Linked DNA regions of Mus musculus: region 2 is linked to region 1. Evidence: chromatin contacts called from public promoter capture Hi-C data. All regions are on one chromosome and are shown on one strand. The core of a region is the stretch at or near the end of the contact, and the rest is flanking DNA. Distances in the headings are between cores, read along the strand shown. Region 1 holds the start of Dusp16 (dual specificity phosphatase 16). Region 2 holds the start of Art4 (ADP-ribosyltransferase 4).

The links. Promoter capture Hi-C pulls out the DNA fragments that hold promoters and counts their contacts.
Region 2: a promoter capture Hi-C map of neutrophils shows a contact between it and region 1, with 3 times the contacts expected there. The contact joins the promoter of Art4 here to the promoter of Dusp16 in region 1. A contact is called at or near these places in 2 of 39 promoter capture datasets (neutrophils and pre-B cells).

What each region holds. Positions count from the first base shown.
Region 1 is chr6:134,789,347-134,795,560 of GRCm38.p6, forward strand. Dusp16 (dual specificity phosphatase 16) reads right to left here and starts at 3,282. Exons shown (of 7, transcript NM_130447.3): 1 at 2,931-3,282. 1700055D16Rik (RIKEN cDNA 1700055D16 gene) reads left to right here and starts at 3,014. Exons shown (of 2, transcript NR_151454.1): 1 at 3,014-3,150.
Region 2 is chr6:136,854,419-136,860,840 of GRCm38.p6, forward strand. It overlaps Art4 (ADP-ribosyltransferase 4), which reads right to left and starts at 3,182. Exons shown (of 3, transcript NM_026639.2): 1 at 2,745-3,182; 2 at 1-642. The coding sequence starts at 2,825.

The DNA.
Region 1 (6,214 bases), core at 2,032-4,531:
CAGCCTTCAGGACCCTTCCCTCACAAAGCCAACCCTTTATCTATCTAAATAAAAGAAGTGTATGAAAATGAGAGATTATCCACAATACAAGTAAATTGGGAAAATGACATCTGGCTTTGAAATATATGTAGCTTTAGGTAAGATTCATTTTATGATTTTGCTTAAACCAACATTAGTAAGATTGTTTTTTCTTTATGATGGTGAACATCAGTCTCAATTTTAAAATCTGATAATTACTACTTTAAAGATAATCAAGCATCAAGTATATTTTGTTTCCTATCAAGTCTTTTTAACATGTATAATCTGTTGAAATATGTTGAAAAACTTGTTTTCTGTTATGCCTGGTTATCTTCTTGGGGAGTTTTAAGCCATGAGATTTCCCTATATTAATCTACTTCTTCAAGTTATTGTATCTTCTGTTTGAGAACTCAATGCACTTAAAAAACATTAGTGCCCAATGAAGTTATTAGTCCAATAAGATACAACAGAAAAATGTCTTTGTTAGAAATACCAGGAACACATAAGACTCTAGGATAAATTACACTGGTAAATGATATCAAGTTATATTTTACAGGACTTTATGGTTGGGTGAAAATAGAAAAGGCTTAACAATGAACATGTATATAAACTTGTTTGTTTAATATATTAAGTCCAGATAATGAAAATTCTATGAAATTCAATTTCCTAATTCAGGCAGTTAGAGAAGAAAAAAAAAAAAGCTATTTTAACACTCCAACATTGTTCCTGTTCTTCTCTAACTCGAGCCAAGCTTCCTTCAAACTTCTCAGACCTACTCTTTCTCTATGTGGGAGGGAACATAGTTTACACCTAGGTCCTCACCTAACCCCAGCCAGACTCTTAAACCAGCTGACCTCTGCCTCCTCTTTTCCACTCTACAAATAAATCTTCAATGTGTAAGAAAGCAGGAGAGAGGGGAACTGAGTTACCAGGATCTTCCTCTTTGACCCCTTTCTCAATTCCTATAATTAAACCTCTGTTCAAATAGACCAGGAACCCCCAATTTCGTATTAACATTTTAAATTTATAGGTACTCAACTACATTCACCAAGCTGAACTATGAGACAAGAACTTCCAAACTGAACAGAGTGAGGGGTGGGGAGGGAGTGGTAACTGTGTACTTCTGTTCCTGGCCCTGTCTACTGAAACTCACCATCTGAAACACTGAAGGAAAATCAGCACAATTCTAGGATAAGTATTTCACTTGAGTTGCTAAGATACCAGAGAGTAAAATAAAACAAAAAATTGTAACTATCATTATCAACAGTTTATACTTTCTAAACATCAGCTTATTCACCACTTACTAAAATGCAAAATAAACTTACTTCGAATTTTCTCCCCATTTGGAACTCTGATAAACACAAAATCTTACACCTTAAAACTAATAATTCAAGCTGAAGTTCTGAATTTGTCCATAAGATGGTAAATGTTATGAAAATATCAACATTCCACAATGTCTTTAAACACAATAAGTTCCACAGTTTTATTTTTTACATAAAGACAAAACCCTTTTGCAGTGCCTGGTCACATTTTGACTAGAATACACAAAGCCACAGACACTTCAGTTTTCAATTTACTTCTCCAAGCGACTGGTCTTCACCCAATAGAGAATTCTATAAATCTGAATTACAGCCTCCCACAGTGTGCTCGCTAATATTTGAATTGTCTCAATTGTTAAGCTTTTTTCCCCTTCTTCTGAAATTTACCTTTAAAGGTCTTTTCTTTAAGGGAGATGAAAAAGTGTAGGCTTTTTGAGGAAGTAGTTGTTAACTGTATGTACTATCAAGCTCCACAGAGTGGCCAAAGAGGCTTATTCCCCCTGAGAATCTATTTCAGAGAGAGAGAGATAACGTGAGCAGGAGAGAACACATACCTGGTCATTTTCCCAGCAGGTTCGATAGGTTTGATTCGCTTGTAAGAGCAGAGTATTTACTTACAATCTTTAAAAGCAAAGTGGCACCCAGCGCACTGTGTAAATAAAAACCTCAGAGGTTTAAAAACCCTCATCCTAACTCACTTCCCCTTGGTTCAGGGGACGGCACAGCCAACCCCACAGCAAATGAGATTATGCAACAGGTTTTTCCTCTCTAATCATGGGCTGATTAGAGGTGTGCGTTCTCCAAACAATCTGAGACACACAGGACTTCAAAACACCAAGGATCTTTGCAACAGGCGTTTAAGAAAAGTTCTTTCCAATTTTGCACAAGCCATTCATTTTAAGATCTCCTTGTACTTTCCCCAAGTGTATTATCAGCTTTCTGTAGGAAACAACCCGTCGCTCTTAAAGAGTTTGCATGTATGTCCTCCTTAGGGTTTTTTTTTTTCCACGTGAAACTACACCGTACACACACACACACACACACACACACCGTCCGTTGTTTCCCCGTTTTCATGTCTCACATTTTACAGCTACTGTAAATAAAGGAGTCACCGGCGGACCGTTTTCCTCCAACACCGTGACGGGAGCCCCGGAATGAAAGTTGAGTTTTGGGGGTGGGTTTTTTTTTTTTTTTCCTTGTTTAAGGAAGCGACACGGTCGCTCCCCAGGTGGCCTCGCTGGCTGCCTGCACACACACAAGGTGAATTTGGGATTATGGAAACAGTCAGGGCCCCACTTGGCAGGCGTGTTGTGTAACAGTCTGGAAGTGAGCAGCTTCGCCCGCCCAGGTGCCGGCGACCCGCGGCCCGGGGCTCGTTCGCCCGCTCGCCCGCTCGCCCGCTCGGCGCGGCGAGGCCGGGGCGCCCCCGCGGCTCGGGCCGACCCCCAGCGCGGCCTACACACCCCCCGCCGCCGCCGTCGCCGCTCCGGGCCGCCGTGGCCCGCCGGCCCCCGGCCGGGGAGAGCGCGCGGCGGCCGGCACGAGGAGCGGACGCGCCTCCCAGCCGGCCCGCGGCCCGCCGCGAACACTTACTTGAGGGGCCGCCGGCTCCAGGCTCGCGGAGGGGAGCGAGCGTTGTCACCGCGTCGCCCAGCCGTCGCTCGCGCGTCCTCCTCGCCGCCGGGGCTTCTCCTCTGAAGGGTGGGCGGAGAGCTTAGCGAGAGCCCGGGCGTTTGCAACTTTTCTTCACTTTCTCTTCCACCGCCCCCCGAAAGAGGGAAAAAAAAATGTCGACAGGGATGAAGAAGTTGAGGTAAAGTTGGGGGTCCGCGCGGGAAAAGCGAGAGGGGGAGGGTAAATGGTTGGAAACGGGATGAGAGCCCCCCCAAACGGTGATGCCCGCAGGAGGGGACCAGGGGGGGTAGTGTGGGGGTTGGGGAGAGAGAAAGAGTCGCTGGTCAGGAAACTTCAAGCGCGGATGAGGTCATCGGTTTAAAAATAAAGAGATGGCGTCACTTGAAACCAATCCCAGTGAATGAACTCAGCGGAGCCCGGGGGGGAAAGGAGGAGACGGGCGAGGGCGGGGCGGGGGGCGGGGTGGGGGGGCGGGGTCTCCGGCCCAGGCCGCGCATCGCCCGCCCCTCGGCGCTCGTCCCCGCGAGCCGGAGCCTCCGGAGCCTCCGGGAGGCGGGCTCGGGTCGCGTACCGGGCCGACCGAGCGGCGCCTCGGCGCTCCGGGTTCGCGGCCCGGGAGCCTGGGTCTGTGGCCCGCCCGCCTCCTGCCCGCGCTGGGGTCTCTCCTCCGACGGAGGCGGCTGCTCCAATGCCCCCACTCTAGGGGAAGGAAAGCAAGGCGATCTGAGAGTGCTGCAGTCAATCATTTTGTAAGAAGGTCCCGGAATCCCAAATCCGGGGCTTTTCTCTTGAGAGGGAAGTTACAGGTACTTGAAGGAAAACTGCACCGGTGATATCAAACATATCTTCACCTATGTCTTCGTCCTTGAAAGACCCTACTACACGAGTGCGGGCAAACGCAGCCAAGAATTATTTTTTCTAAAAGAATCTTTTCTGCGTGCCCTCGAGATGGCTCAACAAGTAAAGGGTCCATGCGGTGGAGAGAACCGCCTTTGAAAGTTGTCCTCAGTCCACATGCTGTTCCCCACCCCGCTACACACACACACACACACAAATAAATAAATAAAATGTAATACACACACACAAATAAAATGTAATAAGACGTTAAAGGTATTTTAGGGTTGTTAGGAGCACTGACGGCTCGATTCCCAGCACCCACATGGCAGCCCAGAACCATCTGTAACTCCAGTTCCAGGGGATCTGATGCCCTCCGCTGACCTCCATGGGCACCGAGCACACATGGGGCGCACACACAAACATGAAATCAAAACGCCCTTACACATTAAGTAAGTATTCTCGACATCGGTAGTACAGCATCATCTTTAAGTCAAACCAGAGTTCACTTGCTTTCAAGAGATGCAAGACCTACTTGAGCCTACTTTAACTCCAAGTCTTTCATGGGTTTGGGTTTTTTGTTTGTTTTGGTTTGCTTTTGCTTTTGCTTTTTTCTCCCTTCTTTTCAAAGTAGCTTTGTTTTGAGACACTACCTACTTAGGAAAATGAGAGACCTGAGGTGGCGACAACCACTCTCAGCAACTGAATAGGACAATCGAAGCTTTATTCCAGTGTTCTTTGAGCATCTGAGCTTGAAGCTTCTACTAAAAAGGACTCACGTGGATATCACATAACAAAGATGAGATCAATGACAGAAAAGCACACTTCGAGTGGACTGGCCCAAGAACCAGATTCCTGTACCCCTCAACACACGCCATCTGCAGGGTACTGAAGTAAGGATTCCGGCCTTCAAGCAGTATGTTGAGGTGAATCGATGTGGGCACCGCCTAGGTGGCTTGGCGTGCTTTCCGAGTGGGTTAGAAAGGTAACGTTTCTGTTAGTCCTCTCCCACCTTTAAACCCTGCAACAAAGGTGCACCCGTTAAGGCTGGCAATCATTAATCATTTAAGGTAACCATTATGGAATATGCCTCCGGGGACTTGCAGGTCATCTTTCAGAGTGAAAAAGGGAGCCCTTTTGGAGGTGAGAACCGCAGAAGCTGCAAGCTGAGCTTGCCGATGCCGACCCAGCTTAGAGGAGAGGTGCCTTTGACCTTCTGCGGATTTGAGTGGAGGCGGCTCCCTGTCCTCTCGTGGCAGGACGCGGTACTGCAGCGTCACCAGCTGACAACCACCAAGACGCCTGCTTTTGGAAGTTGGGAGAGGAGTAGGTGAAAAAGAGCTATATAAGGAGTCCCCTAGCTCAGGAAAAAAAAAAAAAGTTTGTTTGTTTGTTTGTTTTTTTAAATGTTCTGGTCTAGCCAGGTGTGATGGTACACAGGTAGCAAGACAATTCTGGCACTCGGGACACTGGCTGGACCAGCGTGGTGGCTCTCTGGGTAAAAGGCCTGAGGACCTAAGTTCCATCCTGGGATACACAAGGAAAGGAAGTACTCCTGGTCTCCACAGCCAACACGAGGCATGTCTGTGCATACACTCATCGCATACACATATACACTTTAAAAGAGACTGTGGCAAGAGGATTGAAAGCTAGAGGCTAACTTATGCTACAGAGGTTGACTGTCACAAGCAACAAAGCCAAGTGCAACTGTCCCCTTCATGAAGATGGCTGTCTTTGGTTTATCAAGGAACCGGCAGCCGGTGTTTCACAGAAAACGGTCTTACTGGGTCAGGATTTCAATGCGCTAGAAACAGAAAGAGTGGAAAGGATGAGATGCCGTCCTTTCAAAAGGCTTGAGAAAAAGAGGATAAATTCCAGTAAAGCATAAGTGTAGAACATTTAAACCCTCCAAGGTCATAGTGGTCTGGCAGCCTATCTCAGGTTCAGCTTGCTCCTGATAGTATCCTGTGGGTGTTTTGTGTGCTTGTTTGTTTTCACATTTGTTTATTTATTTATTTATTTATTCATTTATTTATTTACATACTAGGGGTGGACCATGGTACACTTGTAAAGGTCAGAGAACAACTTGCCAAACAACTTAGTGTCCACATGTGGGGCCTATTGGTCAAACTCAGGTCGTCACACTTAGCAGCTCACACCTTTACCTGCCTCAAACCTAACCAGACATGCTCCGTGTTTGTTTGTTTCGTGTTTCGTGTTTTGTGCAGAATCCTACTCTGTAGCCCAGGCTGGCCTGGAATTTCATTAATTCTGCTATCTTAGTTTCATTAATTCTGCTATCTTAGTCTCCAGATTGCTGGAATTATAGGCATGACAACCATGACTGGCCTCTAAAGCTCTTTTTTTTTTTTTTTTTTTTTTTTTTTTTTTTTTTTGGTTTTTCGAGA
Region 2 (6,422 bases), core at 1,932-4,431, 2.1 Mb after region 1:
GGGGCTGCCGCTCTTACTTACGACTTCAAATAACTCATAGGGGGGGATCAAGACTTCCTTCCTGAGAGAGAAGTCTTGCACAGAGGCACCCAGACAAGTGAAAATGGTAAACAGGGTTTGGTTTCCAGACACCCGTGTCTCTTCCTTTAGCAGGGAGGCAGAGAGGAACTGGCCGAATCGAATGGTGGAACCTACGTTGGCTCCAATGCTCACATCCTTCATCCCGTGGTACACCTTGTAACACAGACTGCCGTTCTTTGTAGAGCTGTCTTTCCTCAGCAGCTGGATGGCTGAGGTGAGGTAGTAGTGCAGATACTTGAAGTGGAATGACTGACTGTACTGCCCAGGAGATCCCGCAGCCCTGGCCATGGCCTTGGCCAAGTCAGAGCTCACATTGAGATTCAGGGTGAAAACCACAATGGCCACAGCATGCACCGGGGTCATGCTCTCCGGGAGGGCCTTTGCCTGGTTCAGCCAGGTTAGGTGGGCTTTTTGCCATGCTCTGGAGTAATACTTATGAGTATCTACTTCCTTTATGAAATAGTCTCCTTGATTTAGCTCCTCCACCATCTGTTCGCTACAGCCTTGGTATTGATCATCAAAGGAATCAGGTGTCAAGTCCACGTCGACCTTAAGAGGAGCCTATGAGGAAAAGAAACCTCGATTTACATTATTCAGATCAGATGGAAACAAGGTTGCAGATTTTTGTGCCCAACAGAGCTGGCTGAAGTATTTTACACGGAATGCTCAAGCTGTGCCCACTATAATGACTCCATGCTATTCCTACCTGGTCTGGGGTTGTTATTATTCATAAATGGCACAGAAAACTCCAAGGCTCATCTCCCCAGGGAGGAAGTGTTCTTTACCTTAGAACTCATGGTGTTTCCATATTTGAGTCTGTTGACAATAAAGCACTAACCTTCTGGTTTATCTACTTTCCACTTCTTCAGTTTCTTCCTCCTCCTATTCTCTCATGCATGTCATAAAGCATGCTCAGAGCTGGGGGGGGGGGTGGCTTATGCTTATCGTCCTTAGAAGGCCGAAATACAAGAGGTGCTGTGAGTCTGAGAAGGCTTGTGAGTTCAAGGCTGGCCTGCATTGCAATGGGGGGCTCTGTCTCAGCCTAACCAAACTAAAACTAAAGCAAGCTTATATTCATACATATAATTTTAACTGTACATTTTGCTATGTGTGTGCATGCACAGAGAAGCCAGAGGTCAATGACATAGGTCTTGCTCCATTACTCTCCACTTTATTTTTTGAGACAAGGTCATGCCCTAAGCCAAGAGCTTTGCAGTTTAGCTGAGTGGTTGGCTAGTGATCTCTGGAGCAACAGGGATCGGCCCGTCTCTGCAACTTTTTCTCACTGCCCAAGCTAGGCTTCCAGATGTGCATTCCTCCACTCCTGGGTTTTATGTGCATTCTGGGGACCCGAACTCAGGTCCTCACCCTTGTGCATCAAGCCCCGTTAACCACCAAGCCATCTTTCCAGCCACCCTATCGTACATCTAGCGTTAGGTTTTCCAAGAGAGACTTCTGTAAATAAAAACCTTCTTGCTGACTTAGATTCTAGGACAAAAAGGAGGGGAAAAAACCTAAAGCAAACAAGGAAGCTGAAGTGTCACCTTCTTCCTCAATTAGCCCCCGGGTGCACACACACCTCTGGATCTGGTGGAAAGTTGGACTAAGAGTAAATTCCAGAGCCTGTCAGACTTGTCTCTCCAGCTACTGGCAGTGCAGGACTGAGACCTCTCAGGTAACAGCTTGTCTTGGGGGAGAAGCACTTATGCCACAGACATAAGACTAGCCAGGCTCCAGGGTGGAGAGCAGGGCAGAACCCGTGCATGCAGCTGCGCTTCCAAAGCTCGAGAAACAGCGTTTCAGGGGAGCAGTGGGGCCGTGCCTGGGAGCACCTCCTCTTGGTGAGCGAGGGGCTGGAAAGTACACCCCTCTTGGAGGTGGGGAAACAGTTGAATGTTGTCTAGAGGGTGCCGAAAGGAGGCTCCCTGGCTTCGGTCAGCTCGTTAGTGAGAACTGTATCAGCATCACCTACACTCAACCATTTCTGGGCAAAACAACGATGCTTTTCTCATGAGCAGCACTCACCAAAAGGCAAGATTCTGCCCAAGGCCAGCGTTGTTGGGGGCGGAGCTAGAGAACACACGGTTTGGTATTTTAACCGTGTGATTTATGATGTCATGCTGTCTAGTTACATACAATCTAGAGTCAATTTTACAGACTGATTGGATGATGTGAACCAGTGCACCAGATTTTAAAACAAGCTTCCATTAATCCAAGCCAAGAATCACATTCTGTCAAATATCAAAATGAACTCTGACACATTTTTAACATGTCTCCAGATCTCAAATGTTTCCTGTGTCACCCATTATCATTAGCTTATTTTTAGTTTATAGATATTTAAAATTAGGATACTCCAAATGTGTGCTATCTGTATAAAGCGGTTTTGAGTTAAACAGGTTAGTCTACATTATTGCCCCGGTGGAATCATTGCTTTAATACTTAAAAGAATCGGGAAAATAACTCAATGGCACTCACATCAATTATGCCAGATTTATGACTTAAAAATTTTTAATTTTTATAGCAATTTTCCCTGTCACTCTTTACTAACATTGTTTATTCTTAGATTGCCAGTGGCTAAGTTCTTAGCAATTAGGTGGCCCCCAGGTGAATAGCCTGTTGGTGCATCGTTGATCATGAGAGACCAACTTTTCGATAGCCCCTACCTCAGTGCTCCCCGCGGGTGTCTGCTGGACCCAGAGCAGTAGCAGCAGGGTGAGCTGCCCTCCTGGAAGCCACAGCGCCATCCTCCTGTCTGTAGCACTTGGTAGACACGTTCTCTTAGATCTACTGGTCAGTGGGCAGCTTGGTGGTTTGTGTCAGCAACACTTCTTTATTCTGAAAGCCTCGTCCCAGAATACGCTCTAGAGTCCTCCTTTGGCATTTTCTTTTCCGGCTGTGTCTGAGGTTCTGCTCCTGCCGCAACTGTGACTTCTGTTGAATATCAACAACCTCAACAACCGACAGTTTCCTCCAAGGTAGAAGTCTAGCGCCTTTGCAGTGTTGAAGTCTCCGCGAAAGGGCCAGATGTGCGCGGCACAGAATGGTTTTCAGTGTAAAGAAGGCAAAAACCGTCTCTCTGTCTAGTCGGCATGCAGGGGAATGCCAAGGGTCTGTTCAGGGTCAGGCTGTGCAGTTCAGCCTTGCCTTTCCCAGATCGACAAGAAAAGGCATGCTCCAGGAGTACTCGGGCCAAGTCCCATTATCTGCAGCCCCAGGCTTTCCCTGTGAGCCACTGCAGTGGCACATGAAGCGCAGCTGGGGAGATGCGATCTTAAGGTGGACCTGTGTCAGGCTCATCTGGCAGTGCTGATAGCCCTGCCCTGGAATGATTGCCCTCCAGCAGCACAGGCTTTTAATGTTGTGTGTTCTTTGCTGCCTCTCCACGGTGTGTTTGAAACATCCCCGTTCAGAGACGGGGGCTGTTGGAGTCACAGCTTTGAATGTTTATTTCTTTTGAGAGCTTCAGGTTTTCTATCTATTGTAATCTGCAATGAGGCCCGCAGGCAGGAGTTAAGTCCGACTTTCCACTGTTAACCACATTTCCTGCTCAAGTCTGGCTGTCCTTCCACTACTCCCGACCTTTCAGAGTCTGCTGGCTCGCAGACGTTGTTTATGTTCCCTGCCTCTTATCTAACTGTGACAAGAACCAAATTCCGTTCTTGGGAATTGTGGTCCTGCTTTCTTTTTACCACGTTAAATATTGGTCTGTCTGAAGTTTCCCAAGTCATAGAAGCATAAAAGAAGGAACGCTAATTATTCAAAATGATTGCTTGGAGAAAGCCACTATTTTGATTTACATTTTGGCTTTATACCCACAACACACACACACACACACACACACACACACACACACACACACAGAGCAGAAGTGAAATCACAAGACTTTGTATACTGTTTGTTTCCCATTAATGTTTTATTTATTTATTTGTTTGTTTCTCACAAGTGTGTGTGTGTGTGTGTGTGCTTGTGTGTGTGTTCAACTTGAGTGTCTTCCTACCCCTCACTCTCCACCTTAGTTTTTGATCCGGGCTTTCAGTGAACCTGGAGCTCACAGATTTGGTAGTGGATTGAGAAGCCCCGTGTCTGCGTCCCCATACTAGGACTGCAGGCGCGTGCTGCGTTTGTTCTGTTGTTGCTCTGCCTGATGAGTTCCTGTGAGCTGCATGGCCAGTGCCTTCCCAGCAGAGCCGTCTTTCCAGCCCTAATGATTAATTTTTCAAGGGTTTTTTTCAAGATAGTGTCTCATATATCCGAGGCTGGTTTTGAACTCAATATGGAACTGAGGCTGACACTCAATCTTTGATCCTCTGTCTCTATCTCCTGGGTACTGGAATAGCAGGGGTAAGCCATCATAACCTGTTTCTATGGTACTGGGGGGTCAGACTGCCAGGCCTTTATGCTAGACAAGCACTCGACCAATGCAGCTGCATCAGCAGCCAGCACTGTAACATTTACTATTAATGTGTGTGTGTGTGTGTGTGTGTGTGTGTGTGTGTGTGTGTGTGTGTGTAGCTCGAACTTGCCTTGAATTCTTGATTCTCTGTCCCTGTCTCAGGAGTGCTGGGATTACAGATGTGCTCAAGAGCTCCAAACTTAAGATAAAGCCATGTTTACTGTTTCCCACTAATACCTAATACTTGACAAAATTGACTAGCTGCTCAGGATCAGAATAGGTGCATAGGTGGAGACATCGGAACTAGCGAGGATTAGGCAAGGGCAAGCATAGAGAATGTACCGCGAGGAGGTGAAACTCAGCCAGTTTCTTAATGGACTTTAAAAATGGCTTTTAAATAAGATTTTACTCTGTGGTTCATTTTTCTCTTTCTTCCCTTCTTTTCTTCTTCCTCCCTCCCCCCTTCTTTGTGACCGAGTCTAACTCTGTAGCCTTGGCTAGCCTGGAACAGTTTGTGTAGACTGGCCTCAGTGTTACAGAGATATGCTGCCCCTGCTCCCTGAGTGCTCTGATTAAAGGTGTTTGTCGCCACAGCCAGCGGCTCTGTAAGTCTTAAACTTACCTTTAACCTAACAGCAATTTGAACTGGCCATGGATTTGACCCGGCACAGTGAAGCCTGTGTGCTCTGCCACACACAGTTCTTTCCTGTAGCTGTGTCTCATGAACCATGACACAGTATGACAGCCAGGAGACAGATTCTGGTGGAATGGAACGTGTGCACGTCTGTCGCCTTTCATCACTTGCAGAGCCTTTAGGAGACGCACTCGGCCACTATAAAGATGTAAATCCAGGGGCTGGAGAGATGGCTCAGTGGGTAAGACGGTTTGCCACCCTCACAGAGGAGCTGGGTTTGACTCCCAGCACCCACACGGCAGCTCACAGTGAACTGTAACTCCAGCTACAGGGGGTCTTATATCCTCATCCAGTCTCCACAGACAAAAGGTACACATGTGCTGCGTAGACTTGCAAGCAGGCAGAACACCCTCTCTCTCACACACAAATAAATAGACAAATAAATAAAATATAAGAAAAATGGAAAACTACATATCACTACATAAACCTAATCGTGACCTTGTGACCTCTAGGAGTCATGGCTTCTCTCTCCTCCCTGCCACCCCTAATCTCTAGAAATAACTGTTTTCCCATTGCCCCTGCAGATTTGTCACTTGAAGGATATTGGATAAACAAAGCACACAGGGTGTTGATGTTTTTTAACCTTTCCCCACTCAGCGTAATGCCCTTGAGGCCGACATGCAGGACTTAGGTTTTGCGGTTGTATAATAGTCTTTCATTAGGTGCTCCTGCTAAGGGACCACTGAGTGCCTTCCCTTTAATGTTCCGTTTTGGACTATCGTTGCTAACTCTCGGACATGCTTGCAGCACGAGCCTGAGTGTGTTTTCTGTATGCTTGAAGACATAATCGAGAGAACTGACCGCTGAGATATGAATGTGTATATTTAGGTTTAATGGCAGCCACCAGCGATGTTTGAAATGGCCTCTTAAGATGTTTGAAATTCTTAGATTCCCCATTACCAGCTGCTCCTGGGTATTGGAGGCATGGCAAGAACTGGAGTTAGAATCTGAGCGTTACCACCGTGCTCCTCACTCATTCACACACTGGCTAAGCTAGCTTTAAGGTGAGACATCTTGCTGGGCCTCACAGACTCAGGAAGGTTAGCGAGGTCAGACTCCTGCTTTCGTGAGAGACTCTGCTGGGCACCTCTTCTGTTTGGCTTTATGCTTGTTTTCTCAGCCTGCAAGAGAGTCAGGAGTAGAGACATTTAGAACCTTTTATCTTCATTTTTATTGGATGAATGTTTTGCTTTCATGTATCTGTTTGCCACATGTGTGCCTGGTGCCTGTGGAGGTCAGAGGAGGGCATCGCAT